2 separate regions of the Mus musculus genome follow, and region 2 is linked to region 1. A link is a contact called in public promoter capture Hi-C data. All regions are on one chromosome and are shown on one strand. Each heading gives the region's core, a stretch centred on a gene start, on an enhancer-like site or on the middle of the called end of the contact. The rest is flanking DNA. Distances are from core to core; before and after follow the strand shown.

Evidence for each region. Capture Hi-C pulls out chosen DNA fragments and counts their contacts.
Region 2: a contact with region 1 is called in a promoter capture Hi-C map of adipose tissue. The contact joins two enhancer-like sites. A contact is called at or near these places in 1 of 115 datasets of contacts at active chromatin or transcription factors (SST interneurons) and 1 of 9 other capture datasets (adipose tissue).

The regions. Positions count from the first base shown.
Region 1 is chr10:86,062,147-86,069,682 of GRCm38.p6, reverse strand. It overlaps Syn3 (synapsin III), which reads left to right. Exons shown (of 14, transcript NM_013722.3): 10 at 555-657; 11 at 4,753-4,887; 12 at 5,634-5,721. It overlaps Gm51812 (a long non-coding RNA gene), which reads right to left and starts at 616. Exons shown (of 3, transcript XR_003949027.1): 1 at 535-616. Within about 2 kb of position 4,557, at least 59 of the 459 cell types and tissues checked have an H3K27ac peak or open chromatin away from gene starts, as enhancers often do. A contact at or near this core is called in adipose tissue, where this site is marked.
Region 2 is chr10:86,387,252-86,394,787 of GRCm38.p6, reverse strand. The region is part of intron 4 of Syn3 (synapsin III); the gene reads left to right. Among named protein-coding and RNA genes, the nearest start is that of Timp3, 91 kb to the right of the region's middle. Within about 2 kb of position 4,662, at least 58 of the 459 cell types and tissues checked have an H3K27ac peak or open chromatin away from gene starts, as enhancers often do. A contact at or near this core is called in adipose tissue, where this site is marked.

The DNA of each region.
Region 1 (7,536 bases), core at 3,308-5,807:
TACAACCAACCCCTTGTTGTGGGGTCAAAGTTCATAGCCCAGATCTGTCCCCAGCAAAGCAAACTGGCCCTGCAGCTGTCAATCACTGGAACAGGAATAAAGGCCATTGGTCCAGAAGGCCAGGCCCCTAGGCAAGTCAGGAGCTGTCTGAAGGAGCTCCCCTGCCCACCCCCTTACCCTCCCCAGGCTCCGGGAGAATGAGGCCCTTTGTCCTCCTACAAGCTCTTGTCTGGCTGGGGCTTTGAGCAAGGAGGGCAGCTGGGAGGGATCTTTAGAACCCTTCCAGCAGCTTTCCCAAGGGAAAAGGGCTGCAGGCTTGTCTGGGTGTCTGGATGGCTCTGGGTGGGGGCAAGGCAAGCTTCCTATTATAGCTGCAGAGCCAAGGTCCTGGGGCAGTACTCATTCTGTCTTTCCTCCATCCTTGCTCTCTTTCTCCCTTGTTTCTTCTCTTGAGTGGCATCCCCTCCTCTGTCTGCCTCCACTCCCCTGCTGTCTCCCTCTGACCTCTGTCCTTGCATCTTACCCCATGCTCACCGTCAGTCCTGTCTTTGCAGGTACAGGCTGTGGGTGGACAGCTGCTCAGAAATGTTCGGCGGCCTAGACATCTGTGCTGTCAAGGCTGTCCACAGCAAGGACGGCAGAGATTATATCATCGAGGTGAGGAATGAAGCAGGAGGGTCCAGCCTGGACCATCCCCAGCAGGGCAGCCATGTTCTGGCTCCTGGCCAGCCTACCTGTAGCTCAGGGCATAGTGAGACATTCCCTCATGCTTCATGCACCCACCTCAACTGTAGCAACAGTGGGGAACCTTCCTGTTCTGTACTCTGAGCTCAGAGTTCAAAACTCGGGGCACAGATTTTTCCCAGCTTGTCGGGCCAAGAGTCCACAATATGCTGTGCCATTGTTCTCGTTGTTCAAGCACATGAAGTAAATGCATTCCCCTTACCACCGTGCAAGGGTTCCACCCTTGCATTCCTTCAAATAAAAACCATGGGCTCCAGGGAATCCTTTGGACCAGGCACTGGGTAATTCTAAGAGGCAATCTTGAACCCAGGAGAATCAGAATTGACAGGCTGCAAGAAAAGGTGACAGGGCATCATTGAGCAAATGGACACCATTGTACAGAGTGTGGCTGCAGTGTGGGGGTGCGGGAGGGGGCAGCAGATGCAACTACCAGAGACAGAATTGTAAGAGATGTTCACAGATGGGAAATGGGACCCAGGATCACTCTCAAGACCCTTCTGCAGCCTATACATCTCTCCATCCCACAGTATCCTCTTCCCTCTATGACCCCTTCCTACCCTCCTCGGAGCTCCTCCTTTCTTCCCCAGTTCCCAGCCTCCAACACTTCCACAACTTTAACCTGAAACACCCCTATGGCCTCGGGGGCTCCCCTCCAATCCCAGCTACCTAGCTCAGCAATCACACGTGGGCCTTTCAGCTCTCTCCTTCCATGAGGCTAGCTCGTCAGCCCATAAGGGAGGAATGAGGTGACACCAGGCGAACACACGTGAGGGGAGCCCTGTGGTCACCCCTCCCCTGCAGCTGCCTCTCCACGAGTGTGGGCAACTAATGAGAGGCACATGGCTCGGATGACCACAAGCAGCCAGCCAGTCAACCAATCCCCGTGCCTGCCCCACTGCTGAGGAACCCACAGGCAAACGGCACCAGGTAACTGAATGGGTTACCACCAGGTCAGGGAGGGGTTCCGTTGGCAGCAGAGGCCAGGAGCCCAGAGCAACAAACATTCTCACTAGTTAAGTCACCAGGAGAGTTGAATGCTCCCACCAGATGAGTGGCATCTCTGTATAGGACTCCATCCTCTGCTCAAGTCAGGGACCACGGTCCCTCTGATCGTTACCAGAACAGAGGTGAATAAAGGACCACTTCACCTGGGACATCAGCAGCACCTGTCAAACCACCCAGCATTGCCTTTCCTCACTAGGACATTAGACATGAATCTGGTTTGGGAATGTATGCATGAGCAAACACACACACACACTTTCTTATTTCTTCACTCTGGGAACCAGACTCTAAACCAGATAAATGGGGCTCCGATGTTACAGGAGAGTGGGAGAGGGCTGCTATCCCATTAGGAAGACCAGGGAGCTGGAGAGATGGCTTACAGTCAAGAAGTCTTGTTCTTGCAGAGGACCTAGGTTTGGTTCTAGGCATCCAATGTCATGGTCACAGCCATCTGGAATATGCATATGTAGACATACATGCAGGCAAACACACTACACATAAAATAATAAACCGTAAGGAGTAAAAAAAAAGGATATAGACTGGTTTCCTCTTCTCTTGGTTTACACACACACACAGAGCTGTGAGCTCTGGTCTCTGAGATCTCTCCACTTGCACAAAAAGCCATCCATACCCATGTGTCCCAGCTCTGGACACTGAACAAGGGTAGGAATGAAAGATGCTTCACATTTAAAAACAAACAAACAAAAAAGCCAATTTGGGTCTTCTAAATACAAGAAAACAACTTTTCACAAATGTTCCAGAAAACCTCAAACAAACAAAAAAAGATGGCTTTCAGATTTGTTTTTTGGTTTGTTTGTTTTTTTTTTTTTTCCTCAGAAACATTAGAGAATTGTTTTCCTTTGGAGTTTGGGGTGGAGTCAAGAAGAGAGGGAGTTTATTCCTGGGAATCTAAAATGTATCTTTCCCAGTAAGGGGGACAAGGGAGCAGAGATCCAAAAATATTGTCTCTGTAGTACTTGTGACACATTTGTGAGGGTGCTCAGGGGAAACACCCGGGACCTCTTCCTCTCTGATCTGGCCCAGGGAATGACCTTGCTCACTGGGAAACAATGTTTCCCTGGGGAGAGTGTGTCCACTGTTGGGGATTCCAGTTCTTGACTTCAGGTTCCTTGTAGCGGCCATTTTCCATTTCTCCGAAGAGAATGTAGAGACTGATCCGGGGCAGAAAACAATGGGTAAGGTTAAAGGAAAGAGGGACAGGCAGGGTGCTGGGAGCCCGGGAGCATTGGGGACAGACTCAAGCACCTTTGTAACTGCTGCTGGAGACTGCCCGTGACCCCAGAGGGATCCATTTAGGGACAGTTTACAGGCCCTTCTGGAATCCATACCCACACCCTAGTTTGCTTTTCAATTTCTGAGGCACTCCAGGTGCTTGTACTCAAAATCCCCTGAAAGTCACAGTCAGGAGAGTCTTAGCAGCCGCCTGAACCCTTAATTTACAGTTGACAGAAAATAGACCTGGAAAAGACAAGAGACTTCCCCCAGGCAAGTTCACAGCAGAACACAGGCCTGGAACCCTGGCTGCCTCATGTGACGTCAGAGCTGCCCAGTGCTTGCTTAGGAGGTCCCTGCTGCTATAGAACTCTCTGTCTCCTCACCACTGATGAGGAGACAGTAAAAATCCTCGAAGACTCACTCTGAGATAGGGTCCCATGTAGCCCAGGCTGCCCTCAAATTCAATATGTAGGAAAACCTTGAACCTCTGATGGCCCCTGTCTCTGCCTCCTGAATGTTGGAGTCATGGCTGCTAGGGGTGGAAGCCCCTAGCATGCAAAGTGAGTACTGTAGTCACATCTCCAGCCCAGCAAAGTGATACCTGAAGATAGTGCTGACGTCATCTATACCTGGTTCTTAGAATAGTATCCCATATATCACCAGTGCTCGGTGACACTGTACTGTCAAGCCCTCCCATGGTGAACAGAGCTTACTGCAAGAACTTCCCCCCACCCACCTCAGGACACAGGCCACCCTGACTCTGTGGGTACACATGGCCAATGATAATTCTGGGACAAAGCCCTCCAATGGGACAGTTGAGTGAGCTCAGCAAAGACATGGGTACAGAGGGGCTCCTGGGTCCTGAAGGGTTTCTGGAGGAAAGGCAGACTTGGTGTTTCATGATGGATAAGGAGTTAGCCAGGAGAGGGGTGGGCAGAGAGACCTGGGTACAGGGTCTGGCAGTGAGAATATCCAATGACCCCAGAGCTGAGCAAGGGGCAGAGTGGGTTTGTCAGGGTGAATCAGGTGACAGACAGGGGAAGACTGGATTCCAACAGTAGAGGAAAGAGGTGGTGAACACAGCCTTGTCACAGGTCTATCAAGACTTTATGTTCCCTTTAGACCATCAGCTGCTGATACCTAGTGATCAACTGACTCACATCTCTGAGCCTCAGTTTCCCCTTCTACTCCAAAAGTAGACTGACCAACATGACCTCCCATAATGCCACCCCTTCTTCCTTAAGGACAGCTGATTTCCAAGGAGAATTTCATTTTAGGCCTGTGTCCTGCCAGGAGCCCCGAGACAAATGTCTTTCCTCTTTTGTCTTCTCTGTTAACCCTGGGTCACTTCCAGCCTGTGTCAAATTTTTAGTTGTTGTTATAACTGAGCCCCCACTAGTTCCCAGTTCTGAGGACATCTTTAACCTTGGGCCAGAAGAGAGAGGGCCAGCCCCAGCCCTGGGAGGACGGTGGAGTGGGAAATGAGGGGTTGGGAAATGAGGGGGTGGAGACCGACGCCCCAAAGAAAAGTACAGAAAAGGTCAACACATGCTTCCTGGCCCCAGTCACGTTGCTGGACTCCAGCTTGTGGAGGCTGAGTTGAACTGAATCCAGGGAGGGAGCCCAGACATCAGGAAGGACCCAGCTGGGCACTTTGCATGGAGGACATTGCCATCTAGTGGTCATTCTGTGTTGAGCCCAGTGTCAACATTCCTGGAATCTGAAGCCCTCTTCAGGGTCCTTCAGCCTCCTTTGCTCCCTCCCCACTAGGTCATGGACAGTTCAATGCCCCTGATTGGAGAACACGTGGAAGAAGACAAGCAGCTAATGGCTGACCTTGTCGTTTCCAAGATGAGCCAACTCCTGGTGCCAGGGGCCACGGTGCCCTCACCTCTGAGACCTTGGGTAAGGTTCTCTTGAGAACAAAGAATAGTGGCTCTGGAATGAAAGCCCCTAGGATCCAAAGGAGATAACCCCGGGCTGGCATCATGTAGAATGGGTTGGGGACAGAGGCAGGAAGGGCCTTGCAGGGGCCCTCTCAGAGCCTCATATTCCCTAGGAAGAAAACTGTCCCATCAGCCTTTAGACAGATTGTTAGCAACATTCATCTCTGTGTTCCCATGTTGGACCTGAGCAGAGGTGTGTGCAAGAATACTTGTACACAGATGCCCTATGTCCCCAGTGCACAGGTCAATAGAAACTATTGTGTCTCAGTTTTCCCCACCCCCCAAACCAGCAATCTCACAATACACACACACACACACACACACACACACACACACACACACACACTGCTCAGGCCTTAGCAGGGACTACCAGACCAGTCTTCAAAAGTTTACCAGCTTGCTAGCCTTCTGGGAAAGCAAGTTTCAAATCTTGCCCCCAACCCCAGCCCCTCCTTATTCCACAGAAACTCATCTCTTCATAGACAGGGGGAAAGTAGTTAAACTCAAGGGGCTGTTGGGAGCCAGGGGGCGGGGGGAGGCATTTGCAGCATCCTAAAAATCTATTCTAAAAATCTATCATGAGCTACACTGAAGAATTGCGCATCATGGATTTTACATCGGTGATTTTTTTAAGGCTTATATAAGGCTTAGCCTCCCACCAGAAATACTGTAGCCACTGGCATCATTTCTCTTCTCTTGCTCTAGGGTCCACAGACTAAACCTGCAAAATCTCCAGGGCAAGGCCAGCTAGGACCTCTACTAGGACAGCCCCAGCCAAGGCCACCTCCACAAGGTAAGCCACAGGTCAGCCACAGAGAGACACTGTTTTCAATAACATTGAAATGCAGTGCAGAGGACTGTGAGGTGTCTCAGTGAGAAGAACTCCTTTTGTGCAAGCATGAAGACATGAGTTCAAATCCCCGTCACACAAGTAACAAGCTGGGCATAGGCAAACATGCCTGTAGCTACAGCACTGGAGGAAGGGAGAAACAGGCAGTTCTTGGGAACTGGCTAACGGGTTAGTCTAGCTCAAATGGTCAGCTTCAGGCTCAACAAGAGATGCTGTCCAAAGCAGTGTTTCTCAACCTGTGGGTCATAACACCTTTATGGTTGCATATCAGATATCCTGCATATCAGACATATACGTTGTGAATCATAATAGTAGCAGAATTACAGTTATAAAGTAGCAAGGTGGTCACTGAAATGTGAGGAACTAGATTAAGGGGTCACGGCATCAGGAAGGTTGAGAACCACTGGGCTAGAGTAAGGTAGGAAGCAATAGAGAAAGACACTCAGTGTCCTCTAACCTCCACGTGTACATCCAAGGGTGTGTACCTACACAGAGCAACTAAATAATAATTAAATCAATAAAAGTGCATTGCTGGAGACAATGGTTCTCTACCTTCCTGGTGCTGCAACCCTTTAACACAGTTCCTCGTGTTGTGGTAATTCTAAACCACAAAATTATGCTTGTTGCTATTTCATAACTAATTTTGCTACTGTTATGAAGTGTAATGTAAAGATCTGTGTTTTCTAGTGGTCTTAGGCAATCCCTGTGAAAGGGTTGACCACACGCACGCACGCACACACTCATGCACGCACGCACACACACACGAGGCCACGATCCATGAGAACTGCTGGTCTAGACAATCCATCCTGGTGCTTTATCCTTACTGTGTATACTCCCTCCATCTACATGATGAGGACCCTAGGAGGGATGCTGTCCTCCTGAGGTCAGGGAAGGAGTTGGAAAGAGAGAACAGAAGGATTGCTAAGTATTTAACCTGTCAGCCCCTGTGCTGGGGCCACTCCCTTCTACACTGGAATTCGTCCTCCCTACTGCTCTGTAGAGGAAGCGTTAGGGTTTCCCTGTTCCCCAGTAGGAAGTTGAAGCTTTGCCCAGGAAGGCACAATGAGAAGATGGCTGGTTTACAAGCCTGGACCTTTAAGCCTTCTGGGAAATGTTATTTCTAGCCACTAGTGGTGCCTGAGTATACATTTGTGAGCCAAGCAGCTAGAGTGAGAAAGATAAAAGAAACTCCTAACATTATACCCTCAGCTGCCAACATTATTCCTCAAAAGAGTTGCTGCTTGATAGGGGGTGGATACAGGAAGGACCACAAGAAGTGAGGGGAAGGGGCGGGGGTGTCAGGAGAATAGCTAAAGACCTCCTGGAGGAAGGCTCTCCCACGAAAGGGCTCAAGAGGAGTACCTACAAGCATGTCTCTTGCAGCAGAGGAGGGTGCTCAGCTCCGCTGCTCTGAGCCAGCTGGGGCTTCAGAACAGCTTGCCATGGGAATGCCAAGGCAGATGATCTCCTGTGGTCTTGACAGAAGGTGTCTCCTCCATTCTGTCCTGAACTTTCTAGTCACTTCTATTAAAGTGACAGATGGCTTCCTCTTCCACAGCTCTAGGAAACACAGCTCCCACTTCCTTCCCTCCCTGCCTTCATCCCTTTCAGCCTTCTCTCTCTCCTTCCTGTAAAAGCAACTTTGTCTCAGAGGCTCACTGCCTGTGTCTGCTAACCTAGGCCGCCTAGTCCTGGAAGCTTCTAGCTTCTGTACAATCTACTCCTAGAATGTTTTTCAGCATCTGGGACTTGCTGATG
Region 2 (7,536 bases), core at 3,413-5,912, 320 kb before region 1:
GTAGGGCCTAGGTCCATCCCATGCTTGCTCTTTGATTGGTGGTTCAATCTATGGGGAACTTTCAAGGGTTTGGGTTAGTTGACTCTGTTGGTTTTCTTGTGGAGTCTCTACCTCTTTGGGTCCCTCAATGCCCCAAGCTCTTCCACGTGACTCCCCAAGCTCCATCTAATGTTTGGCTGTGGGTCTCTGCATCTGTTTCAATCAGCTGTTGGTTGGAGCCTCTCAAAGAACAGTTATGCTAGGATCCTGTCTGCAAGCATAACAGAGTATCATTAATAGACTCGGTGAAGGGAGACTTTTAATAACTGCTTCTATTTCACTAGGGATTATGTGTCTCTTTAAACTGTTTTTCTGATCTTGATATAATGTTGATAAGTGGTATCTCTTGAGAAAATTACCCATTTCTTTTAGATGTTCTAATTTGATGGAGCCAGGTCTTCAAAGTCTGCTTTTATAATTCTTTGAATTTCCTTAGTGACTGCTGTTATGTCCCCCTTTTTGCTTCTGATTTTGTTAATTTGGATATTCTTTGCCTGTGTTTAAGTTAGTTTAGATAAGGGCTTGTCTATCGTGTTGATTTTCTCAAGGAACCATCTCTTTGTTTCATTGATGATTTGCCTTGTTCTTTTGTTGCTATTATATTGATTTAATCCCTCAGTTTGATTATTTCTTGCTGTGTACTCTTTCTTGGGCATATTTACTTCTTTTTGTTCTAGAGTTTTCAATTGTGTTGTTATGTTGCTAGTATGAGATATCTCTACTTTTTCTTGTTATATAGGCACATAATACTATGAATTTTCCTCTTACCACTACTTACATTGTATCTCATAAGTTTGAATATGTTGTGCATTCATTTTCATTGAGTTCTACAAAGTCTTTATTTGCTTTCTTTATTTCTGTCTTGACCCAGATTTCATCCAATAGAGAGCTGTTGATTTCCGAGAGTCCATACACTTTCTGTTGTTTCTGTTACTGTTGATCTTACCGATTGAGAAAATGCCTTAACAGCAGGATCTCCTGGAGGCACTTCCTCAACTGAGGCTCCTTCTTCTCTGATGACACTAGCTGTGTCAAGTTAACATACAACCAACCAGTATTTCCCTAGAAGGTCTCACTTTACAAGCTATATTCACTTCCATTTTCCAAAGTCAATTTTTGCTAATTTACGAGAAATTTACATGTCAATGAAATCTATTCCTATCGCAAATAAAGATTTTATTTATTGTAAATGGGAAAAAAAGACTTGAGAGTGTAAAACTGTAGAATCTTAGAAATAAGATGCTGGGATCATTTGTCTGTGGCAGAACTTTTTACAATCTGTGAGAATATAAAATTTATGGTTATCAATATCTACTCAGTGTATGTATATAAGCTGTTTAAGATTTATGTCTAGGGGCTGGTGAGATGGCTCAGTGGGTAAGAGCACCCGACTGCTCTTCCGAAGGTCAGGAGTTCAAATCCCAGCAACCACATGGTGGCTCACAACCATCCGTAACGAGATCTGACTCCCTCTTCTGGAGTGTCTGAGGACAGCTACAGTGTACTTACATATAATAAATAAATAAATAAATAAATAAATTAAAAAAAAAAAGATTTATGTCTAATTACTTATGTTTTTGCTAACTGTTCAATATCAAACTTTAGCAAAATTAGATAGGTAACAACATGTTTGATAAATAAGGAATATTTGATAATCAAGATTTATAAATTCTTAAGGTCTACACAGGTTCATGGTAATATTTGTTTACTCTTTTGTTTTTGTTCATGTTGTTATGATATTTGGATAAATTAATCATATTAAAAACTGGGATATTCTATTTTGACATTAAAAGTAATTCAATTAAATCTTCAACTCAAAATTTTAAGCCTCAAACTTAACATGGATAAAGGTATGAACTCCTAACCTTATATAAGCTACTAGCTTATAAACTGTTCACTCCATGACACACATTATTTAGCCTCCTGTATGTGTTTTTAAGTTTAAGCCTAAATTTAGATATACTTAAGAGATAGGTGGTCTTCAAACTCTTCAGAGATCTATTGAGCATGACATTTAAAATGTTTAATAAAAAGGTTTCCCATAGTAGACAGAACTACCCTCTCCTAGCAGCGCCCTTATGATCTCCAAAGAAGATAAACAGGGCAAGGCGACTGCACCTGGACTGTGATAACCCTAACCACTGGGGAAAACTCCCATGCCTTGCCTTCTGCCAGAGCTCTGTGCAAACTAGATATTTGGGGCTTGATTGTCCTACTTTGCCTGCCTCTTGGGAAAATGTCTGAGACTTGGGCCTGACAGCCAAAGGCCATGCTGCTCTGTATGACAGCTAAAGATTAAATGTTGTCCTGTGTGATAGACAAAAATACAACCACGCCTCCCCCCTCCCCCCAATGATCCTGGAGCTTTAGTTAACAGGGATAGCTCTGTCATTTTAATTGATACATAGACCATTTAGATTATACTTCTAGCCATAATTTATCCTTCTCAGATCTCTGACAATATTGTCTGTTGCTTTAACAACAGTCATGTTTTATTTCTTTTTTTTCTTTTATTCATTCATTTGATGCCATTAACTACTATTACCATAGTTGCAAGCTGGAGATTTTATAATTTCCTTTGGTTGTCCTCTAAGTACAGACTTAAAAATTCTTTCTCACTGTGGTTAAAAACATCTGTCTAATCAAATATTCAGAAATAAAGAGTGTTAATGCTCTTAACTGAAAATCTTTTTTGGGTCCCCAAACTTTTTACCATGACTTCAAGGCATAAAGCCTTTTCTACAATGTGAATTTCAGTACAGATTACAAGTAGTGGTAATACTAACATATCTAAAACTTTTATGTATTTTTTTAATGAACTTTTAAAAAATCTTGTAAGCTTGATTGCGTTCTTAAGCTGGCATCTAGGCATCTGAGTTTTTGATGAGTATAGGCTTAGGTGCTGACTTCTGGGAGGTCAAGAAAGGGTGGTCTGGGGATCCACAGGAGGCATAGATGGGGGGAGGAGTGGATTGTGGGCTTGAGTCTGCTGGGGAACCAGAGAGACCAAAAAGGGCCTGCTGGTAGCCTACCTGGTCTTCTGTCAGGTGTGGTCTCTTAACGAGCTTGTAAACTTGGCTGAACAGACTGGTCGGAGAGCCCCAGAGATCCTCCTGTCTCTTCCTCCCCGGAACTGGGATTGTAAATGCATGGCACAATGGCCAGCTTTTTAATGTGGGCTTTGGAGATCAAACAAGCCCTTTCCTGTCTGAGCCTTACCCAGAGCCCAGACTGAGCTCTCTCTAGAGCCCAGGTGTCCTCCGCTTTATGGGATCCTGGTAGGAAGTTGTATCGATTTCTGGTGTGTCTGAGAAGTTCATAGGCCCAGTTTTTTCTGATAGGATTTTAATCATATCATGACTGTGATGATTAAATGTGATATGATCATAATATGGGCCCATGTGCTCATATGAATCATAGGTGCTCATAGGAATTATAGATAAAATAGTCCCAATTTACATTACATTTACCTATATAGATAAATTTATAGGATAGAACCCTTTCTACTTTTAGGAGTAAGTTATTCATCGGTGTTATTTATCACTGTGTGCCTTGTGGGCAGTGTGTAGAGATAGTGTTTCTTTCTTTCTTTTTTTTAAGATTTATTTATTTATTATATGTAAGTACACTATAGCTGTCTTCAGACACTCCAGAAGAGGGCCCCAGATCTCGTTATGGATGGTTGTGGGCCACCATGTGGTTGCTGGGAATTGAACTCAGGGCCTTCGGAAGAGCAGTCAGTGCTCTTGACCGCTGAGCCATCTCTCCAGCCCCGAGAGAGAGAGTGTTTCTTATGTGTCCACTATAGTACATTCTGCCTCTGTGTTTCCATTCAAATGTCTGTTTAGCACACAAAATTACAAAAACACACTGTTGGAAATGACCTCCACAATGGTTGTGTAATATATATTTGAAATGCAAATGAATTTTGTATTCAGAGCAATTAAATACAAAAGGTGATTTAAGATGGAGTTTCTCAGGACACGTCACATGGAGTCTCTAAGTCCACTGTTTTAAGCAGTATAGGATAACTTAGAACAGGGCACAGCCTGATGCTTCAGGTAGGCATGGTAGAGAGATGCTACCACTCTTTCCTCACTCTGACTTCCGATCCCTAGCTGGGGCCATGCAGAAGCCAGAAAGCAGGAGAACTGTGTTGGTGCTGCCCAGAGAACTGGGTTTTACTGGGGCTTAGAATAGGGCGGGGAGTCAGTCTAGGAAAGACTAACGTATGAACTCTTCAGTGGACAGCCTCACTAAGCCCCTGCTTCTGAGGTCAGATTCTGGTATCCATTTACAAGTTTTAATTGATAGTTTAATCATCAGTCTTTGCAGTAATTAAATTCTCATTCTGCTCTCTGGCCAGCACACAAAACACAGGTCTGTGGGCTAACCGTATTGAGGTGCTTGAAGCACTCAGATCTTTCAGTTCCTAAGGAAATCCACTTGTTTCATTTAGAAAGCAGAGCAGGGGTCAGTTCAGGGCATGTTGAAATCATGTTCTGTGGATGGCAGGGCTCTTCTGAGCTCAGACTAGAGCCTGGCTCCACCAAGCAGTGAGGAAAGGGGGCAGCTGTGTTCACCCAGACAGATGGAATTGGAACTCCGAATGAGAGACACCAAGAATGCAAAACACCCAAGTAGGCAGATGTTAATGAGGCCCAAGCTCATTATTCAAGCCAGCTCTTAGTCTGTAGCATTGAGCAATTCTAAATCTCAGGCAGCCATTCAAACCACAGTGGCTGATAATGTGCATCACTCATTAGAAGGCCCAGACATCAGAGAGTTGGAGAGTGGGAACCAGAAAGCATCAGGAACCAAGAGCTCGAGGAAAATCATCAAAGGGTTTCAGATCCCTACACACACCCCCTACTCCAGGACCCACCCAAGCAGACTATTTGCTGAGAGAATGTGTGAGGCAAGAGAGAAATGCCTGAGTTTATCCTAGCTAGAAGGGGACAGTACATCGGATCATTAAAAAAACTTCAAATTGCCTCTCAGAACTGTCTGTGTGTCCCCTGTGGCCCTGGGCAAGAAGGAAGAGCAATTTGTCCGAGCCCCTTAATGTAAGAACTGGAGTCAGTATCCAACCTTCTCCAACTTTCTATCTGGGAACTCCAAACATTCCAGCAAAAAGGGGCAGGGCTGGGCATTAGTTCAGTAAGTAAAGTTCTTGCCCCAGCTGAGTTTGGATCACCAGTAGAGCAGAGTGTCTCTGTAACCCAGGCACTGGGAAGTGAAGACGGGGGATCCCTTGTTGTCCAGCCAGTCTTGCCTACTCAGCAAACTCTGGGACTCACTGAGAAACCCTGTCCCCCAAAATAAGGTAAACAGTGAGTGAGGCTCCTAGTATCAACCTCTGGTTCCGACTTGCATGGCACACACACACTCACGCAGGCACACACACTTTGTATGAATAATATTCCGTTGCTTCTTATTTCACATATGCTTACCCTAAGCATTGGATTTTAAATTCCAGGTAATCATTCACTGAGTGAATACTGAAGACCCGGCAGAGTCTGCAAGTGTGGCTCAGAACCCAATTTCCCCGTTAAGGCACCTACCTGTATGTGTGTGGGAAATTATTCTCATTGACTGGTCTAAAGATATCTACACCCCATGGGCTTTCCCGTCTCCCATTCATTCACACTAGAAGTAGAGGATAGAGCTGTGAGCCAAACAGCCCCCACGCTGATATTTAAGTTGTGGATATGTAGCCTCACAGCAGGTTCCGTGAGAGCAGCTGGTGTCTGAGGCAGAAAAGCACAGAAGCCTCTCCCAAGAGCTGACTGAAGCTAAATGAGACCAGAGTGAGCCCCGTGGCTCTGGAAGAAGAGCCTTAGCCTCTCATTTGACTTTGTGTGGATCCTAAATTCCTGTTTTGGGCCCCAGTATGTAGAGTCCAGGGCATCATGCATTCAACACAGGCGCTCTATCAACTGAACTTAAAAAAAGACTGACTGGGGCAAATCTCTCTACATGCTAGCCATGCTTTTTGAAACACTTCTATAAGCAGAGTCCCCTCACCCCCTCATTCTCTTTCCAGTTCTGCCACCAAACGTCCCCTTCTCGGTGAAAACATGCCAGACTGTAAGTTCCCTCTTCTCCAGGCCCAACGACATTGCTTCATGTCCTTCAGGCCTGCATATCTCTACTTGAGATGACTGATGGATAGACAGCCCTGGTTTAAGATAGTACCAAAAATGCAAACATAAGGTAGTTTGTAGATGTGCTGTAGATACGCATAAGATATGCTGGAGTGGAGTTTGATTTCTTGCACTCTTTTCTAGATCGTGAGATCGGGTAGACAGGGAGTTTCTCATGTCCCCATTTTTCCCCATCTATCACCTGTCTTGTTTTCAACACCATGGTGCTATGTGGAATGCACCCGCCCCTCCCCCCACAACCAGGTGCTCTGCTCACTGCTTGCCCTGTCTGTGACAGGTTCCTGGGGACAGTTGCCACCTGTTCCTGGGTTGAGCCCCTGGGTTGAGCTGTCCCTGAACACTCAGTTAGAGACAGTTTTTCTGAACGCTAGTCCCAGCTCCTGGCACAGTGCCTACCTTAGCTGATGTCAATCTACAACCAGCTGGCAAGTCCCACAAATGGCAGACTCAAAATTTTGTAAAGTAAATGACTCACCGCTGAGAAGACATGACTGCAGTTGGCACCAGGTGGGGGTTTTGTGATAAGACGCCACACTTGACCTCTGACCTTGAGAGGACATATGGTTTAGGTTCAGATGCTGACAGACATCACTGTCAGGTTCAGTGTAGAAGTCTCAGGGGAAAGAAGGCCTTGACTGTTATGGGGTAAGTTGCACAAGAAAAAGACAATGTGAGCTTAGAAAGAAATGCCAGGCCTGCAGCCCCTCATCTCCAGACAACAGTTAGGAACTCTGCCCTGGGAGAGCAAAACAGCCGCCAGCCAATCCCAGGAGGTGGAACAACATGACTTCTGACTCCAGCAACACAGAAAGGAAGGGAAAGAGTAGGACCTTCTGCCCCCGAGCCTGCCACGCCCACACACTTAACCAGTGATGTAGTTAGCTTGTTACTTTTTTCATGACTGTTTCAAAATACCTGGCCAAAGCAACTGAAAGGAGGGAGATTCAGTCCATCATTGGGAATAGCCTGTGGCTTTGAGAGCAGAATGTAGCCAGCCACGGTACATCCACAGTCAGATAGCAAAGGAGGCCGGGTTTATTTTAGCAATGGTGATGTATTAACAGCAATAAGAAAAATGAACTCTGGAAAGTTAGAGCAAACTGAGGGCCTGAGAGCCAGCGACTGGGCCTCTCTGAACCCGCTTCCTTGTCTGTAAAGCAGAGATGATGCGGCCAACTCTGCAGACTTGCCGATATGGTTAAAACAGATGACGTGGGGGGGTGGGGGTGGAGGGTGGCGGCAATGCCCTTGATAAATTATACAATGATGTTTGAGGTTTCCTGTTATATTCAGATGCTGTTTTTCTGGGATGTTTCTTTGTTTTGCTGAT